Regions from separate parts of the Ovis aries genome. Here region 1 is linked to region 2. The links are chromatin contacts, called in public Hi-C maps. All regions are on one chromosome and are shown on one strand. Each heading gives the region's core, a stretch centred on a gene start, on an enhancer-like site or on the middle of the called end of the contact. The rest is flanking DNA. Distances are from core to core; before and after follow the strand shown. Region 1 holds the start of MB21D2 (Mab-21 domain containing 2). Region 2 has its middle 56 kb from the start of MB21D2.

Region 1 (5,081 bases), core at 1,978-4,477, 56 kb before region 2:
GTGTTATCCACAGTTCCATTAAAGAGGTTTGCACCAAATTTCCCTGTCATTTCATTCTGTGTGAGGGAATAATGTTTTTAAGCTGCTGACAATCCTCAGGTGCTGCTCCAACAGAGGCAGAACAAAGCCAGGAGGACTCAACCCCCTTTTATCTCCCCTCACTCCAACTCACAGAAATAAGGGCCTGGTCCCACCCCTGTAACACCTTAACAAGCTGAGGGTTGTTAAGACACCTCATTCGCATATTCATTAAAGACTCTGAGCTGTGGCAAGTGAAACAAAGTGCACAAAAAGAGATTTTGTTTTTTTTAAGCCCAGCGAAAATCCGCTTTAGAAAAAGTAAATCCACACAGGGACTCTTGCTGTCGCCAAACCTTCACTTGTCTAGAGCAGCCAGCACCTCATTAAAGGAAAGCAAGCAACACACAAATGAACGCAGCACCACACACAGGCAGGCTCATTTTGCCATCTGCCTTCTACTGTCCAGAGGGCTAAGAGGCTTAAATGACATTCTCCTGAATTTTTCTCTCCTGCAGGTGGAAACATCAGATTCCCAGGGGGAGAAAAAGACCACTCTTGCAAGATCAAGTGGGTAAAAAGGAATAAAAGGGAATTTCGTTTACCTGTCAACACACTCATGACATTCAACACAAAATGAAAATGAATTAAGCAATAATTCATTTGCCATTCATATGTGGGTAAAGGTTTTGTGAAATCACTGTATCAGCTGTGGGGTTAACACAGAAGTTCCCAATGAGCTGGGCGTTTAAACTTAACCCCTTCCCACAGTCTCCCCTTTTCTGCTCCTTGAGTATCCCTTACTGATGGTGACCAAGCACCTTTTCCTAGTGAACGACCTAGAGCAGGAGACATCAGAATTGATTTGGGGGCTGTAAGAACACAACGGGCAATTTCCATTAGACATGCTGAAGAGAGGCAATGATTAAACAACTTAAATAACTGCCCTGAGCATTCTCTGTGTATCCTCACCCTTCTGACAAGCGCAGTGCTGGTTTTCAGATCTGAAAGCTTTGTAAGCTTCTAAAGTTTCCCTCTGGAATCCCATCCCACCACAAGATTAGGGAGTAATTTAAACACACGCACACACACATACACACCCCACATTTATCTAAATACTAGCTGAATCGTCGAATATCTCAACAGAGTGCTTTCCAACCTCATACACAATCTAGGATACACTTGGGGAGAATGGAGCAAAAGGTAAAATCCAGCCCCAAGTTTTAATGTGTCTCATACAACATCCCAAAACGTTACTACCCTCCGCGGCCACACGTTCAATTTGTATTACCCACTTCTTGGGCTGTGGGGAGGACGCAAACCGAGACGGAAGGTACACTCTGATAGAACCAGAAACCAGAGGAGGCAGCGGATGAAATCCAATAGATGGCAGGACGAAGGAAAAAACTCAAGTCTTCCTCTGCAGTCAAAGACCTTTTCAATGAAATTTTCCACTACCTGGTAAATTGCCCAAGAATGTGTTTGTAGAGCTCACAGAGACACGAGTCAGGCAGCGCTACACTGGAGTCCCAGTTCGGTGGAGTGTTAACCCCCAGGCCACGTACTGCACGGCAGCCAGAGTTGCCTCGGTGGAGCCGCAAGCTACGTGGGAGGCTCCCACCAGCGGACTCCCACAGCACTACTCCGAACTACAGGATACTAGGGGATTATTCGATCGCCCTGCCCGGCTCAATTATTTTCCTATACACAACGTTCAACAATCTGTTAAGGACCTGTAGGTGCCAGGCTGGGGGATGGGAGAGGCGGCTTTATTCTAACCCAAACGTCGCCGAGGTTCGAAACCCAGGACACCTCTCTCGGCCAGCGAACAGACAGCACACAAAGAGCAAGGGGCTGGCGATCCTCGGGGTCAGAGGTCTGAGCGCGGTCATTTTCGAGCTGGGAATTAGGAATTCTGAGATCAGCAAGAACCCTGAAGAAGCACCGGAAATGCTTCCAACCGCTTCAGTGGGAAATCTATTTGCAAATCAAAGTTGCAGGAACTCCGGGCGCCCAGCATACTCGAGCGGGTTACTAGGGAACACCCAACAAGTTTGGCCACCGGAGGCTCGGCGTGACAGCGCCGCGCCGCAAGACTGCTCGCAACTTGTCGCTCGGGAGCCGAGCCAGAGCCCCAGGCTGTCTCCATTCCCCGAGCTCCAGAGAGGACCTGAGACACGGCGCAGGGAAGGAGCACGTCCGTGCCTCCAGAGACAAATCCCTTCATTGAAGGCGCCACGGGTTCTCTTCTGGACCGCGCGGCTTCCAGGGGCTTCCCCTCAACAGTGAGCCGTTTCACCACCAACGCTTCACCTGCCTACCACCCCCAGTCGGCGAGAAATTAACAAAAGAGTCAGTAATCCGGGGCGGTGCGGGAAAGGGACCCGGGGCAAAGTATAGTTAGGAGGGAAGGGAAGGCAGCTCAGGTTGCGGCGAAGAATGGAAAAGGCGGAACAGAGATGGGTTATACCCCAGGCACCTGGCTCCGGGAAGAAAAGAAGGAAAGAGCGCACGAGAAGGGGGAATGGGTTCTTTACCCTGTTTCCCATCACTCACACACACACACCCCTCTCTTTTTCCTCCTTACCCAGCATGGAAAAGATGAAATCCTTAGCTGTGTGAATCTCCAGTGCTCTCTGGTCGTCATATTCCCGCTGGTCGTGCTTCGTAAATTCTTGGATGAGTTTGTTCAATTCCTCCACCCGAGCTCCCGACCTGAAATCCAGCTCCGGGAACGCAGGCTTGTTGTTACAGCCCAGGGAGGCTGCCTTGCTGGCGGTGGGAGCCGCCATCTTCATACAAAACGCGCCGAGTAGCAGCTCCGCGGCGGCGGCGGCAGCACCCACCCCCGCCCCCCCACCCAGCCCCCCTGGGCCTCCTCCCCTCGTCGGCTCCTTGGCTGTGACCCCGGCCCGTGGGCGGGCTGGCGGGCCGGCGTCTAGGCGGGCGGTCCCGGCTGGGTGCGCTCCGGGCGTACGGGCTTCAGGAGGATCTGGACTGCAGGGAGAGTGCGTGTGTGGCCCCGACACCCTTTCCTGCGGCCCCAAGCCGGCCCAGATGCAGTAGGTCCCTGCCCTCCCCTGGCCCTCGCTGGCCCCGACTATAGCGGTTGTAGAGCCAACCTAAGCCTCCCCCGGGCGAGGAAAGTGAAGTGGAAACAATGTGAAATTCACCAGCTCTGAAATCAACAAGCTGCCGGCTCCGGTGTTACGGAGCCAGCACCAGCGTCCCCCATTTAAAGGGACAGCGCACCCAGTGGAAAGAAAAATAAATAAATGACAGAGGTCTGCGCTCCATACCACTTGCCAATCTGTACTCGGGCAGACGTGAGAGATGTAGATGTATTCTTTCTCTGCCTCCACTCCCTTAGGGGGCAGGGATTGCCAAGCGCCTTCAAGGAAAAAGAAGTCTTCCTCTGTCTGATTTTAAGGGCGGTGTCCTGGGCGAGGGCATCCCTATGCGAGCGTTTCAGTCTCACGAATTCCAGCGCCTTTAGATGGTGAGGGAGCCCGCCTTAAGGAATGTAAAACCAACCTTCTGCCCTCTTCTGCACAGACTGCCAAAAATATTAGGATTAAACGTATAAAAAAGAATGTCCTCCTTGTCCCGTACAGACGTTCCTATTAGCCACTATAATATTCCTACTTTTGCCCTAGGTAATTAAGTTTTCCTGGATAACAGCTTATTAAACTTAATATAGTGTCTTAATGATGTTCAGCCCGTTCCAATATTAAGATAGGAAAACCAAAGTGTAGGCGTGAGGAAGGGAACATAATTAATTGCCCCACGTTCCAGTGAATGTTCAATGACGGTGAAAATTCTCATTTAACAGATAAAAATTTGAGCATCTACTATTTGCCAGGCAGAGTGCTAGAATCTCTGCGGACAGTGATAAGACAAAAGACAAGGTTCCTGAGATGGAATCATACTCAACAAGACAGATTCTACCTAAGTCCAAGGTCCTTCAGATGTTTTTACTGTTATGAGGTTTTTGACTCAGACACTTAGGAGGCCTCCTACTCTTTGTTCAGTTGCTAAGTGGTCTCCGACTCTGCGGTCTTAGAAAAGGTTTCTCTTCCTCACTAATTCTTCAAAACCCGACTTGTCTCTATCCCATAGGCTGGATATAAGAGCTTTTTCTTACCTGGGTTCTCATAGCCAAGAATACAAACTCTTCTGTTAGTTCAGGCTCTGTCTGCCTTTTCCTATAAAATAGAGGTGATAATTCCTATCTCATAGATTGTTTTGAAGATTACATGAAACAAAGTGGGCCAAGCACTTAGTGAAATACCGGACACAATCAGTGCTTAATTAAATGTTAGCTACTACAATGCCTGGGTCTGGAAGATCCCCTGGAGAAGGAAATGGCAACCCACTCCAGTATTTTTGTCTGGGAAACCCCATGGACAGAGGAGCCTGGCCAGGGCTACAGTCCATGGGGTTGCAAAAGAGTCAGATATAATTTAGCACTAAAACAAAACAAGGACAACAACAAACTATGGAGGAGAAGGGTAAAAAAGTTTTTGTTAAGTGAATTGGTAATTTCTTTTTTCTTTACAAATTAAATGACAGAGTCAATTCCTTCTATGCCTTTTTCTGTAAGCTTTCCCTAAGACCCTACCCTAAGCTGGTGGCAAAATCTTTCTCCTTAGAACCTCCACTGCACCGTTTCAGAAACTTTCATATGCCTCTGATGAATTTTGACCTACTTTTATCATTGTTAATGCAAGTTTCAAACTATGAACTTCCCTAGGATGGCTGCATCTTACTCATCTTCAGATTGGTCCCTGCACAAAGGCCCTCAGTGTTTATTGCATCAGGTGTTGAATGAAGAACTTTGGCATAACCGGTTAATTTCTTTTTGGGTTTTCTTCTCTTTGAAACAAGCTTTCTCTCTCAGATAATATTAAAGAGGGAATACACATGCCCAGCTGAATGCTGGTGCACTTGATGAGGGAGTTACTTAAAACTCTGGCTTTTGCAGGTCTGCTGTGCTGCCCTGATTTCTCACCTGTGAGAGTATTACCATTGTTTGTGCAGTGGAATAAACTGTGTAAGCGGTT
Region 2 (5,453 bases), core at 1,240-3,739:
AGGGGGTTATCTTTTCGCGTAAAATGAGCTGGTTTCCGGCAGGCACTTTCACATACTTTCTTTCATTCCAGAGAGGGAGAAAATGCAGTTGCTGAGGGACAGAAAGGACAAGAAGAGGCTCCCCACTGGCTGCTCCAGTGTGTTTGTGACCGTGACACAAGAGTTCTCATTGCCCCACCATCTCTGCTAGATGACTACAGTTGTTCTAAAAGTAGGAAACGTAACTGACAACCTAATTGTACCTGGAATGAAATTTCGAAGACTGCTTGTACACTCAGCAAAGCAAAAGTAAAAAATTCCAAGTGTTTTGAGAATAAAATAAATCTTAAATATTTTAAAGTGACTCTGTACCTCAGTTTCACCATCTGTAAAAGGGGATAATAATATCCCTTTTATTTTACTATAAGGTTGATACACTTATATGATTGGGGATGATATTAGAGGATAATAGTAGTACCTGCATACTACTGTTACGAGGAATAAGTATGTTACTATTTGCAAAGTGCCTGGCATATTGTCCCAAATAATGTTTGTTGAATAAATAAAAATGAAACAGCAGTAGACTCACAAATGGTTAGCACTGGAAGAGAACACAGGACGAGGGGCCAAAGCATTCCTCTTAAAATTTTTTTTTAATTGGTGAATAATTGCTTTACAATGCTGTGTTTATTTCTGCCACACAGCAGTGTGCATTAGCTGTAAGTATACCTGTGTCTCCTGCCTCGTGACCCTCCCTCCCAACCCCTCACTCCTTCCCACGCCTCTAGGTTGTCACAGAGCACTGGGTCGAGCTCCCTGCATCATACAGCAACTGCCCACTAGCTATCTATTTCACATATAGTAATGTAGGTTTCAATGCTACTCTCTCAATCCATCTCACCCTCTCCTTACCCTGCTGTGTCCACAGATCTTTTCTCTATGTCTGGGTTTCTATTCCTGCCCTGCAAATAGCTTCGCCAACACCATTTTTCTAGTTTCCATATATATGTGTTAATAAATAATATTTGTTTTTCTCGTTCTGACTTACTTCATTCTGTATAACAGGCTCTAGGTTCATCCACCTCACTAGAACTGACTCAAATTTGTTCTTTTTTATGGTTGAGTAATATTTCATTGTACATAGGCACCATAACTTCTTTATCCATTCATCTGCTGATGAACATCGAGGTTGATTCTATTGTCTGGCTATTGTAAATGGTGCAAAACATTCGTTTTAAAAGATGCAGTTGGGTTTCAAAAAGGGGAAGTGACTCACCTGTAGTTTTCATAGTTAAATCAATGGTAGAGAGAGTAGGAATGAAGCCTTCTGATTTCCATTTGAGTGTCCTTTTTAGTGAGAACTGCATGATAGGCAGCAACATAGTGCAGGTTTGACAAACACTAACTGTAATGTTTAACCAGACTATTAGCTCCTGCAGGGCTCTGTCTTGTCCATCTCTGCATTCACAGTGAGAGTCTGGACCTCCCGTATGCGGTAGAATTCTATAAACGTTCACTAAACTTAGCTATTCCAAGGGATTATTTCACATTTGAGTCACCACTCGTCAAGTCTTAGAACTGATAAAATAGAAATAATTCGAACGAAGCAGAAACTTTTCGGGTATGGCAATTTTTTCTAGCCCTTTCTAAATGGTGTGTGTAAAATCCATAGCCTAGCACAACGCAGCAACTCAATACATGCTAGCTATTATTTTTAGGCACTTGCTTACAAGGCCAAGATATGATGGTATAACTTGGCCACCAGAACAGACGCCCTGCCAAGTCTGATTCTCTTTCCTTTACAGGTGTTGGCAGAGAGCAGTTGCCGGTTGGGGGGAGAGGAGAATGTCTAACATGGCAGAAAGGGGTGCAAGGAGGAAATAAACTGTTGCCCAAATGTTGGTCACTGTTCCATTTAACAGTAACTGATTACTTTGATAGCAATGAAAGGTAGTCAGTCCTCTAGATTTCTCAGTCCAGATCGTCCTCTACCCCCTTTCAGGTTTTAAGATGTTTGCTTCCTGTCAGCACTATTTTTGTTTAATGGGATCCTGTAGGGGATTTTCATGTACTTTTCCTGTTTACTTTTCTTCCTGTTTCTCAAAAACAGGAATTAAAAGATAATGATGAACAATCATGAAACACTTTGTAATGACCTTTACAAATTCTTATGAAATCTTTCAAGGTTTCCAACCTTGCCAAGCCCTCATCACACAATACAGAGTGGACAAATGAGAGGAAACCAGAAGGGGGTCTGTGACGTTTGGGCTGCTACAAAAATGTGCTCTTGTGTGGTCTGAATCCTTCGGCACTGTTAGTTCCTTCAGCACTATTATTTCCTTCACAGGAGGCATTTTTGTCTTGATTCTGGCATTCAACTCTTTGGCATCTGTCTTATCTTACCTCTTGGGTAAAAAAATGATTCCATTTTCTAGCTGTTTTTTGATCTTAGACAATGTCTCTTAGCCTCTCTGAGCCTCAGCTTCCTGTGATAAATGTAGGACGTGTTCTGTGATGAGGAAATTAGGAGACCAGGGGTAATGGGAGGGAAAATGAAGGCCAGAAGGCAGAGAAGATATTAGCATTAATGGCTCCACCAGGAGGTTTTGAGGATCGCCAAGTCCTTGCAATCAGTCTGGCTCGTCCACTCACCAGATCTAAGGTGAATTACTTCACTTACACCTATTCCTAATCATAATTCTTGATTTCAATATCTCATATACATTTCGCTCTCTGATTTAACCTACCCTGGGGACTACTCTGAAACTCCTCTGCCCTCATTTCTTCTCTGTTGATATTCACTTTCAAGGTGATATCATTCAGTTTCAGGGCTTTAAGCACCATCTATGAACTGACAATTCCAAAATCTCTATCTCCAGCAGAGTCTCCCGCATGAACTCAGTGTTCATTTAGCCAACTGCCCTTTCACTGTCCACTTGGATGTCTAAAGAGCATCTTGGGCTTAACGTGTCCTCAACTGGACTCTTAGCTCCCTTCACCTCACTGACCTGCCTCTCCTAGTCTTGCCCATTGTAGTACATGCCAACTCTGCCTTTCTAGTTGCTCATCATTAAGTCCCCTCTCTTTCTCATCCCTCATATCCAATCAATTGGCACAACTTGTCAGTTCTTTTTTCAAAATAAATCCAAAATTTGACTGCCTGCTCACTACCACTCTGCTTTCCTAGCACCTTCTCAACACAATAGGCATGAGATTATGTTACTTCTAGTCTTTAAACCTTTGAATGGATTTCCATTTGACTCAGACGTGTTACTCAGTCATGTCTGACTCTTCACGACCCCACAGACTGTAGTCTGCCAGCCTCCTCTGTCCACGGGATTTTCCAGGCAAGAATACTGCAGTGGGTTGCCACTTCCTTCTCCACGGGATCTTTTTGACCCAGAGATCAAATCTGGGTCTCCCACATTGCAGGCAGATTCTTTACCATCTGAATCACCAGGGAAGCCCATTTCACTCAGAGCAAAAGCCAAAGTCCTCAAAGCGCCCAAGGCCATGCATCTTCTCTCACCTCAGGGACATCATCTCTTGACACTCTTTCTCTTATTCTCTGATAGAGTCATTTCAACCTCTTGGCTATTTCTCGAACACTCAAGGCACATCTCAGCCTGAGGGATTTGTTTCCTTCAGTGTTTTTTTTGTTTTTTGTTTTTTGCACTTGCTGTATTTCTGCCAGAAAAGCTCTTACCTCATAGCCTCATGACTTGCTCTATTTCTCCAAAATTCAACTCAAATATTCTCTTCTAAATGAGGCCTTCCCCATCAGTGCTTCATAAAATTGTAGGTATGTGCACATATACTCACCCCCATCCTTGTTCCTAACTGTTTTATTTTTCCCATGGCACTTTCCCCTATCTCATGCACAGTATATTTCCTTGTTTATACCTTTTTCTGTCTTTTTTGCTTATTTTGCTCACTGCTATATCCCTATTATCTGAGATAGGAGGTAGAAAGCAGCAGTGTTCAATAAATATTTAATGAATAAATGAATGAATGGGGCTGCTGTGAATGTTAAATTAATTCCTGTGTCTGTTCTGGAATCAATAATATTTTATCTAAGCATGTCTCAGATTTTCCTGGAGTGCCCTCCGCATCCTGATAGTTACTCTGGGAGCAGCTGTGTTATATAGTGTGGTTCTGATTCCCTGGCTTCTGTTGATGGTCTAAGGATGGATATTCTGGGCTGATTGTTTCTTCCTTAGGAATTTGGTACTGGGACCAAGGGACCAGGGTCATTTACTGACTCTGTAACATAACTTTCCACAGCTGTTGCAGACCTTGTTTTCAGCTGAGAGGACCAGATGCAGAGGTGTCTATTGAAAAGAATAAAACAATGATGAGAGGGAAACAGAGGTGGCAGATGGCAAGAGAAGCTCTTCTGTGCACTAGTCCCCATCACCAGGTGTTCCTCAGGCCCAAACAGATCCCTAAACTTCCTACTACATTAAGGAAAACACCATCTCAATGTCTGCCCGTGTAATAGGTGGTTAATAAATACAAACTGAATCTGAATCTTGAGTAGGAGCAATCATAGCTACATCTGTTTTACCTTTAAATCTTCACAAGTCAAATCAAGCTAAGGTGTAAAAGTAAATATGGACTTCCCTGGTGGTTCAGAGGTTAAGAATCATCCTGCCAATGCAGGGGACATGGGTTTGGTCCCTGGTCTGGGGAGATCCCACACGCTGTGGGGCATGAAACCTGCAAGCTGCGACTACTGAAGCCTGAACATACTAGAGCCTGTGCCCAGCAACAAGAGAAGCCACTGCAATGCAAAGCCTGCACACCGCAGCTAGAGAGTAGCCCACTCCCGCTCCCTTGCTCCAACTGGAGAAAACCCAGCACAAAGACCCAGCACAGCCAAACATAAACAAGTAAATAAAAATGTTTTATGGACATTTGCCATTGCAGCTAATCTGACAGAGAAGGGACTCTGCTCTTTGTCTTGGAAGGCAGCCTGAATCACTGGAAAGACAGTTGGTCCCCAAATAGGAAACCTGAGTTCAGAGCCAGCTGTGAACTTGGGCTGGTTACTGTCCCACTCTACAGCCTTGCTTTCTCATCTGGAGAACAAAAGGGGCTGCATGAGGTGGGCTGCAGTCTATTTTTCAGGCCTAGGTTTTACGAATAGAAGTTGGAGTCCCAAATGATTTCAGGCACTCTGTGGAGACATGTTCTTTTCCTATTGATACATACTTCAGATGTTTCAACTACTTATTTTTGTGTGTGTGACTGCAACATATCTGAAGCCCTGCAACTGTGGGAGAGTTTTTCAGTTCACAAATCTTGAGAGAGGGAACATGTCTTCAACTACAGACATTGAAAAATCCAAATATTCACTTTCCCATTTCTCCTGGGCCTAGAACTAGGTTACTGATAGAAGCAACGACCATTTATCCCATCTACGGAGACCAAATTGGGAGCTTGTGACTCCTTTGGTTCAGGTCCAGCCGTGG

What was found. Hi-C and Micro-C count contacts between places; a contact is called where the count stands out from the background.
Region 1: a Hi-C map of liver shows a contact between it and region 2, with 1.7 times the contacts expected there. The contact joins the promoter of MB21D2 here to the enhancer-like site in region 2. A contact is called at or near these places in 3 of 16 Hi-C or Micro-C datasets (blood and liver).

Annotation. Positions count from the first base shown.
Region 1 is chr1:195,314,969-195,320,049 of ARS-UI_Ramb_v3.0, reverse strand. It overlaps MB21D2 (Mab-21 domain containing 2), which reads right to left and starts at 3,227. Exons shown (of 2, transcript XM_027957290.2): 1 at 2,606-3,227. The coding sequence starts at 2,816.
Region 2 is chr1:195,258,122-195,263,574 of ARS-UI_Ramb_v3.0, reverse strand. No RefSeq gene overlaps it. Among named protein-coding and RNA genes, the nearest start is that of MB21D2, 56 kb to the left of the region's middle. Within about 2 kb of position 2,489, at least 2 of the 54 cell types and tissues checked have an H3K27ac peak or open chromatin away from gene starts, as enhancers often do. A contact at or near this core is called in liver, where this site is marked.